2 separate regions of the Mus musculus genome follow, and region 1 is linked to region 2. The links are chromatin contacts, called in public ChIA-PET maps. All regions are on one chromosome and are shown on one strand. The core of a region is the stretch at or near the end of the contact, and the rest is flanking DNA. Distances in the headings are between cores, read along the strand shown.

Region 1 (4,412 bases), core at 702-3,201, 370 kb before region 2:
TCCCTGGAGCCCCTTTCCCTTCTCCAACTCTTTTGCCCTTCTCCTTCTGCCCTGTGCATTTCTCTAACTAGCCAGAGAATTCTCCCACGGAGGACCTGCTGGTTAAGACTATCTTTGCATGCTCTGTTACAAAAGACACTGGCTTTGGGGGCTGGAGAAATGGCTCAGAGGTTAAGAGCACTGACTGCTCTTCCAGAGGTCCTGAGTTCAATTCCCAGCAACTACATGGTGGCTCGCAACCATCCGTAATGGGATCTGATGCCCTCTTTAGGTGTGTGGGAAGACAGCTGCAGTGTACTTATCATATATATAAAATAAAGAAATAAAATCTTAAAAGAAAATACACTGGCTTTGTTCCCATGTTGTTTCCATCTGTCAACTTAAAACAAAAATCATGTGTGTGGGGGTATGGGTGTTGCAGGATATCTGATCACACTGTGAACTCTGCGATTGTGTTATTTACTGGAAAATCCTATTTCTAGTTGTGGTGTGGCTCAGTCTCATCACATACCTTTAATCTACCTGGATGGACACAGACACACCCTTAGTATACACCTTTAATCTCAAACAATGAAGGTTAAGTTTAGTTTGTGGAAGGAAGTGCCCATGTGGAAAGTGATGTCAAATTGAGTGGCAAAGTGACACAGTGATGAATCAGAGAATGATTTGACAGAACAGGATATGCCTAACTCTCAGGAGAGGGAGGGAGGGGGCGGGGGAGCCAGATTGAATCAGTCAGCTTGGAGAGTGTTTGCGCTACAGCTCAGAAAGAACTAGAAAGGGTGAGCTTATTCAGCAGCAAGTCTCAGGGGCTGAAAACACTCTAGGCCTAGATTAGGTCGTACTGAGGCTAGAAGCTTCCAGGACTAGGTTAGCAGACAGAGGCAATAGCCTCCGAAGCAACATTTACATCAGGGGATAAAAAAATACTTTTACATGTGGGTGTATGCCCAAGTTTGTATGAGTGCCCATAAAGGCCAGCGGAGGAAACTGGATTTCTTGGCATTACAGCCTCTTTGAGAGCTGTCTCACATAGGTGCAGGGATTTGAACTCTGGTCCTCACAATGAAGCAGCAAGTGTTCTGGACTGCTAAGCCATCTCTCCAGCCCCTCTTGCTTAGAATCTTACCTTTTACACCTCCTAAGCTATTCACTCAGAGCTCAATGGCTGCCATACAAAATCAGATCCTGTTATCTCTTTGCTCAAAAAAAAAAAAAGAGGCAGCTCTCTATTTTAGCATTGTCATTAAGTTCCATCACAGCCAGCCCCACCCTACCCAGCTCTCCTGAGTACCCCTGGCTAATCTTCAGTACTAGAGGGCCCACATCCTGTGTTTATATGCCTTTCTTTATATACTTCCTGTCTGTGCCAGGCCTGTTCCTGTCTCTCCCACCTTTAAAATGTCATCCGTTTTCAAGGTGCAGTCAAATATTACTTCCTGTATGAAGCTTTAACTGATTTCCAGCAGAAAATACCATATCAGTTGCTTCCTTTGGTTGTCAGAGCCTTTTGTTTATTCTCTGACATCCCAGTCTCCACTCTGCCTTACATTGTTCTTAGCTATATGATGTGTTCAAGCTTTCTACTGACTACTGAGTGGAGAGGAAAGAGGTTTATTTGTTCTCATCTTTTCACAGAATCTTTGATATACGATAGAAAGGTTCACAAAAATGAGCCAGTTAAATTACTGTGTCAGTCGCTCCTGAACACTGACTGGTGCCTTCTCACACTGCTGCGTCAATGGCCACCTACCAGAACCTCTATCTCCAACCTCTCTCACCCAAGCTGCTGAAGCTAGTAGCTTACTGATCACCAGGGGTTTAGTTCAGGGTCTGATACAGCCAAAACAGTGCCATTTGTCAACAGAAATAAACACCCTGTTGTGAAGTCTCTTAGATCACTGTGGTGGTTTGAGTAAAAACTGCCTGCATAGGCCCATAGGGAGTGATGCAATTAGGAGGTGTGGCCTCGTTGGCATGGGTGTGGTTTTGCTGGAGAAAGTGCATTACTAGGGGGTGAGACTTTGAGGTCTCAGAAGTCAAAGTCACTGTAACTTCCTGCTGCCTGTGGATCAAGATGTAAAACTCTCAGCTCTTTCTCCAGCAGCATGTCTGCCTCTGCTCTGCCATGCTTCCTGCCCTAAGGCTAATGGACTAAACCTCTGAAGCCAGCCAACAAGATGTTTTCCTTCATAAGAGGTGCTGTGGTCATGGTGTCTTCACAGAAATAGAGTACTGACTAAGACAATCCCCCTCCCCCTTTCTCTGTACTCCCCTGTGACTCTTTATCTTGTGTGTGTAATTCTTTCAGCTTTAAAAACACTCTACCTCTCTTAGAGAAGTCTATTCTTTCTCCGTAGTTTCTGTAGAACTACTTATTAGAGTTGCTGAAGGAGACCTGTCCAATGACAACACACACAGCTGACACGCCATCATGCATGGATGGAGGGAATCTCACAAGGCCCCACCTCTAGATGAAGAGCTGCATGTAATTAAAGCTACCAAGAGAGGGAGAGTCAGTCTTCTCTTCGACAGAGGTGAGGCCCCAAGGGTTATCCAATCCCAAGTGGTCAGAAGTAACTCTCTCTCTCTCTCTCTCTCTCTCTCTCTCTCTCTCTCACACACACACACACACACACACACACACACCGGTACAAAGAGGAGATAAGTTGAGAAGGAGTGGGGGGACATGAAAGGGGCCGAAGAGATGGGAGGGTGGGAGAGTAGCATTCATGTTTAAAAAAGGCTACTATTCTTTCCTGGCTTTCATGATACTTAGCATTTCTTCGAGCACAGTGAGTGTGTAAGAAATAGTGCTTATGGACCGGCATGGTAACTCATGCCTTTAATCCCAGCATTCTGGAGGCAGAGGAAGATTGGTTATCTGTGGATTTGAGGTCAGCTTGGTCTCCATTATGGGTTCCAGGCCATCCAGGACTTCACAGTCAGATCATGTCTCAAAAACAAACAGCAGATGCTGCTTCTGAAGGAGAACACATTGGAAGCCATGCCCATGGATCAGCTGGAAGCCATACCAATTGATGGCTTGCTGGAGAGTCTCCCTATGGCCACACAGGCAGCCTAAGCTGAAGGAAATCTTGTAGTTCAGGCTGGTCTCTAACTCAGAATCCTCTTGCCTTGACTTTCTGAGTGCTAGGACTAGAAGAATATACCACCAATCTTTTCAATGTCCAATTACACCTCACAGTCTGCACACAGTGAGCAAAATTGTCCAAACTCTTCATAAGCAAGTAGGATAGGTTGTTAAAAATCCTAACAGACCCTAGACTTGATGGCACAAGCCTGTAACCCCGGCTAGGTGAGGCTAAGTCAGGAGGACTCGAAGTTTGAGGTCAGCCCAGGCAGCTCAGTGCGGAGGGCTCGCTGGCATCACTAACAAGAATCTGCAGTGGGACACTTGTGGTGGTGCTGTGAAAGATGATTTAAACGCAGTTTAAGTTTCCAAGCCTAGCAGGGGCAGGCCCAGCATCCTTCCTGACAATGCATCACTGTAAAGCGAGGTTTCCTTAGCACTGTGTGGCCATCTTCCCTGCCAGTGGCTCTTTACCTCACATCCCTCTCCATCACTGCCATGTATATGGTAAGCTAGGAGTACGGCTAGTTCAATGTGCATTTAACTTTAGCATGAGTTGGTTTTGAACATTTAAATTATCCATGCAGGAGAAACCTCAAATTATTAACACACGGGAACATTGGAACTCATTTTGAAAACTCAGCTCCCTCTAACAAATACTTGAGGGGCTGGAAAAAAAATGAGTTGGAGGAAATATGTGCTCTGGTTTCTCTTAGCTGCTTACCGTTGTGGGCAGCTTCTGCACACTTCAAGCAGAGGGCTATTTTTCAGAACTGTTGGCAGTTTAGTGAAGTAGCAGGGGGACCCTGGGATGTGTGGTTGAAGCAGGGGCGGGAAGACGTGGGTGAGCAGCCTTTACTGTTTATAGGACAGACAACTGAAATAAACTAAATATCAACCAACACAGGAGGAAAAACTCTAACAAAAATAAAGCAAAGACTAAAACAAGGATGGATTCTCACTGGCTTGGGTCAGAAATATCAACAAGATTTACAACAACAGCAACAACAACAAGGCACAGAGCCAGGGTTTGATCAGTTACTTTGTACCTAAAAAGTTATGATTTCTCTTCCAAAGGCACATGGGCTCAGGAGCTGCTGTTTCTGCTACTCACACTGCCTACTGCTGCATACTCCCAGCACCTCATACAGGACTCTAAATGAATGCCTCCATCTCTTCACACACTCATTCAACATCAGTGTCTGGAGGACTTGCAGGGGATACTGCAGTATGACAATCCCTACAGAAGGGACACCATCTCAGGGATGACTCAAAAAGGAAGCAGGGGGCTAGAGAGATGACTCAGCATGAAGCCTGC
Region 2 (4,360 bases), core at 1,507-4,006:
TGGTGTCAAATTTGCTGTTTAGCGCACTTTAAAAAACAACTATTTGGGGCTGGTGAGATGGCTCAGTGGGTAAGAGCACCCGACTGCTCTTCCGAAGGTCCAGAGTTTGAATCCCAGCAACCACATGGTGGCTCACAGCCATCCGTAATGAGATCTGACTCCCTCTTCTGGAGTGTCTGAGGACAGCTACAGTGTACTTACATATAATAATAAAAAAACAAACAAACAAGCAAAAAACCAACTATTCACTGCTATAAGTTAGTTTATATGTCCCAGTATTTGTTCGTTCTTAATGAATTTTGTTCTTGCTGGGCCTTAGAAGGGACTGACTTCCGAACTCTGCTCACCCCTAGCCAGAACATCACAGGTGATCTTTACTATTTCAACTTTGACACGGGGCAGTCCATCTGGGACCATCCATGTGACGAGCACTATCGAAAGTTGGTCATCCAGGAGAGGGAGAGGTGGTCAGCTCCCGGGGCCATTAAGAAGAAAGACAAGAAAAAGAAAAAGGAAAAGAAAAACAAGAAGGACAAAGAGACCTCCAAAAGTCCTCTGGTGAGTCAGCCTGGGGTGGCCTCCTACCCAGGGCTGCAGCCCCAAGAGGCATGGGGACCCAGGGGGACTGCCAGGGGGGTAACAATGAATTCTTGACAGGACATTGTCTCATTTTACCTGGAAGATTTTTCTTTCAGCCTCTGGTAGTTGTTACTTCTGTCAGTAATTCCTTCTTTCTCCCCAGAAGCTCGAGTTACAGGATTAGAGAGAGTGTGAGCTCAATGGGGCAAGGAGCATGTCTTTCATTTGATTGGAGAAGTGGTGGCATTTGTCACTGTGGGAGAGTGGGGAACAGAGACAGGAACCGTTGAGTTGGCTGTAGACTCATTATTTGCCATTATCTTAAAACTGTCAGAACACCAGTGCCTTCAAGTTTTAAAAGGAAAAGCTGGGATTCGTGGTGCATGCTTGCAATCCTAGAACTTGGAAGGCGGAAGCTGGAAGATCACGTGTTTGAGGGCAGCCTGTCTTTGATGCCTATGTGCCATTGGCTTAGTTGACATCATCTGAGGTCTCTGTGGCCTATGTCCTTGGAGGAGGGGGGAGAGAAAGAGCGGAGAGAGGAGGGGGAGGAAGAGGAGGAAGACAGCAGCAATTAGAGACTTCATCCTCACTTGGTCTCCAGTAGCTTTTTTACTGAGTTCTGAGGGCTCTGTCCATTTCTTGTCTGTCCCTCAGCATGTCTGATTGTGGTAGATGGAACTTGTCACCCTTACTTCTGGAGAAGCTGAGGGAGAGCCTTGTAACTGAGGCCCCATGGTTGAGGATATAAACTTTGTTCCCTCCATGCAGGCTTAGGGCTGGCAGCCTGAGGAAGCAGCTCAGGGTGGGGAGCACTGGGGAGACTCTCTTAACGCTCAGGGTGGGGAGCACTGGGGAGACTCTCTTAACACTCAGTGGTCTGGTTTTTGGTTCTGTCAATTTTGTGTCCCACCTGGAGCGTGTGTATGTGTGTGTGTGTGTGTGTGTGTCCATTCCCATGTTGAGGATCCATAGGACCACACACGCGCTAGGCAGGTGTTCTAGCGGTGAGCCCCATTCTCAGCCCCACTTTCTTCTTCCCTAAGGCATCACTTCTGGCCTTGAGCAGTTGTTAAGTCTTTCACTCCATCACGTTTGTGCTCCATCGCTGCTCTGCATCCCTTTGCTGCCCCCAGCTCTGTGTACCCACTGTCTGAGAAACGGGGTGAGACACCCGATCCCACAGAAAGGCGAAGACAGGAAACTTCCCAAATAGAATCTTGGAGTTTCCAATACTCTCGTGTATTCGAAAAGGAGAAGGCAGTGGTAGGTTTTTCTTTAATCCAGGATAATCCTAAATGATATTTTGGCATCTGGCAGGCTCCAAGCTGACTCAAGGTGAGCTTGGATGACAGATGTGAGTCCCAGGAGCTCCTTGTTGTAGTGCCAGGAAAGAGGGCAGCTGGGCCAGGTCCTCAGTGGGATTTTTAGGGCCCAGGTCAGGTACCTCAAGCTTGTGTTTGCCCAGTGGTCAGGCCCTCTGGAAATGTGTGCTCCCAGCTGGCTAGTCAGTGTATTTGCCGAGGGTGTTGTTGATTGCCTGAAGGCTTTCTTGTAGCCCCAAGGTTCTGTGACTGGACGTCTTTAAGCAGTGTCAACTTGTGCCCGTGGTAGAAGGCACTTGACTGAGTTTCCCCAGCTTCCTCTCTTCTCTTCTTCAGAGGACATTTCTGGAGTCCTTGATACGGCGTTTATAAAAGCAGCCAATCACGAACCTGAAGGCTAGAGGAAGCTTGGGGATCAATCACAGGCCTGTGGTTTCTAGGCTTTGTCGGGTGACATCTTCAGGTGGCTGCTCTGTGGCGGCCACCCAGAAACAAATGGGTCTACTCTGGGATCCCTGGGGCCGTGGTTGGTTCTTTTCCCTGTCATACTGTAGCCTTCCATTTAGCCTAAGGGAGTTTTGGCCTTTCCTCTCCCTTCCCGATTTCTGTTTTACCTTAAGGAGGGTGGTTTCCTGCTGTGGGGTCTCGGGGCAGCAAGAAAACATCAGAAGGATCAGGCTTAGTTTTCTCTGCATGTTTATATACCCATGTAGGAACCACAGCCTGAGCAGGGACTTCTGCCTTCTTCCTCCTTTCTCCGTGGCCTGTCCCCTCTCTCGGCACCTGGGCTTGCTGATCTGGACCCAGACCAACAGGTGCAGGCTAGAAATGAGGCCTTTAAGAAAGGGAGGAGCCTGTGCACGCTGGGCGACACACCGTGGCCTCTCACGGGTGCCCTTCCTGCTAAGCTGCAGCCGCTCTCCAAAGGCCAAGCTTCTCGAACCCACCAGGTCTTTGCTGATGTGGAGAAAATCTTAGGCAGGCCTTCGATCCAATGCAAGACCGAGTTAGGAGACCTGCAGGGTCTGGAGTCAGCCCCGAAGGCCACAGAGAAAATCTACCTGGGGTTTTCAGACCCTGAAATAGAAAAGATGGAATTGAGGGCCAGACAGCAGAGACTTGGCGCCGGGGGTGCTCAGAGCCCGGATCCACTCCACAGCGGGCAGGATGTGTCAGAAAGCAGGAGCCAGCCCCCTGTTCACTCTAAGCTTTCTGAGGCTCCCAAAGGTCTGCAGCTCAAAGGGGAGCAGCCTAACCACAGCATAGCCACCATGAACTGCACTGGCCCCGGCGGGGACAAAGGTCAGAACACCGCTCCTTTGCCACCCTCTGAGGAGGAGCCCTCCCTGTCCCTTGGTTCATCCGACCATGCGCTGCCTGCCAGGAGGAACAAGCTGTTTTTACTAGAGAGCGGCCCAGCAGAAGACTTGAGCTGGCAGGGAGTTCCTGGGGAAGGTGGGGACGTGGGCAGGGAGAGGTGGAGGAGAGAGTCTCCAGGCCTATGGATGGGACAGGTCTCCAAGCTTATCAACAAGGACACCCCAGAGAGATGTAAGGAAACAGAGCCTGCTGCTCCCAAGGATGCAGAGGCCTCAGCCGAAGATTCACCACAGGGACCCTCGCCGATGCCACCGGAGACCCTGGCATCGGAACCAGTTCCAAAGCCCCCTTTAGGCGACCCTGCCAATGAAGACAGGCAGCATCCACCTGGGTCTCTGGAGCCTCTCAATGAAGATGGGAAGCCTAGCACACCCGGGACTGACTCGGATAACAGTAGCGGAGGGGGCAGCAGTCTGGCCTCACCTCTAGGCTCACAGGTCCTTGGTGAGATAAACAACTTTCCCTGGGACCTGCAGAACCCCCAGGGGTCTGTTCCTGTGATGGGCCCGTTAGGCCCGGGGCCTAGAGATGTGCGCTTCTGCCCTTTCCTGGTGCCCCAGTTGTCCCACATCAGCTCTGTGGAGGAGCAGTCTGAGAGTGAAGACTACTCCGAGGACCAGAGATTCTACCAGCACATCCTACAGATGGTCAAGATCTCCAGGCAGCTGGAGGGCCTGGGGCTGCCCGAGAACATGCAGGAAATGCCGTGCAAAGATGTCGCCGGCATGGTCTGCAGCATGGCCAACGAGCCTTCCAGGATGTCTAATAAGGGTGACCACAAGGCCACCAGAGCTCCGGAGAGGGACTCGGGGTTACTGGCCTGGGGTCCAGAGCTGCTGGAACATCCTCTGGGAGCGGTCTCCGCCCCTGCCGGGCAGGAGGCCACTCAGCAAGCACAGTGCCAGCCCAGCGGCCTCAGGCAGGGGCCGGTCCAGCCCAGTCCCGACACCGGGCTCGGTGCAGAGCCGAGCAAGATGCAGCTTCTCAGCCAGGTAGGCCTCTGAGGTAGCACGGCCTAAGGTCTGCCTATCTCCCCCAGTTCAGCGGGGAGGGGGCAGGTGGAGCTGATGTTGTTC

What was found. ChIA-PET counts read pairs in DNA pulled down with a chosen protein or histone mark.
Region 1: an RNA polymerase II ChIA-PET map of memory CD8 T cells shows a contact between it and region 2, with 15 read pairs. The contact joins two enhancer-like sites. A contact is called at or near these places in 2 of 115 datasets of contacts at active chromatin or transcription factors (effector CD8 T cells and memory CD8 T cells).

The regions. Positions count from the first base shown.
Region 1 is chr9:46,173,115-46,177,526 of GRCm38.p6, reverse strand. All of the region lies in intron 4 of Sik3 (SIK family kinase 3), which reads right to left. Among named protein-coding and RNA genes, the nearest start is that of Apoa1, 53 kb to the left of the region's middle. Within about 2 kb of position 1,951, at least 183 of the 459 cell types and tissues checked have an H3K27ac peak or open chromatin away from gene starts, as enhancers often do. A contact at or near this core is called in memory CD8 T cells, where this site is marked.
Region 2 is chr9:45,805,902-45,810,261 of GRCm38.p6, reverse strand. It overlaps Cep164 (centrosomal protein 164), which reads left to right. Exons shown (of 30, transcript NM_001081373.3): 4 at 354-558. Among named protein-coding and RNA genes, the nearest start is that of Cep164, 21 kb to the left of the region's middle. Within about 2 kb of position 2,756, at least 24 of the 459 cell types and tissues checked have an H3K27ac peak or open chromatin away from gene starts, as enhancers often do. A contact at or near this core is called in memory CD8 T cells, where this site is marked.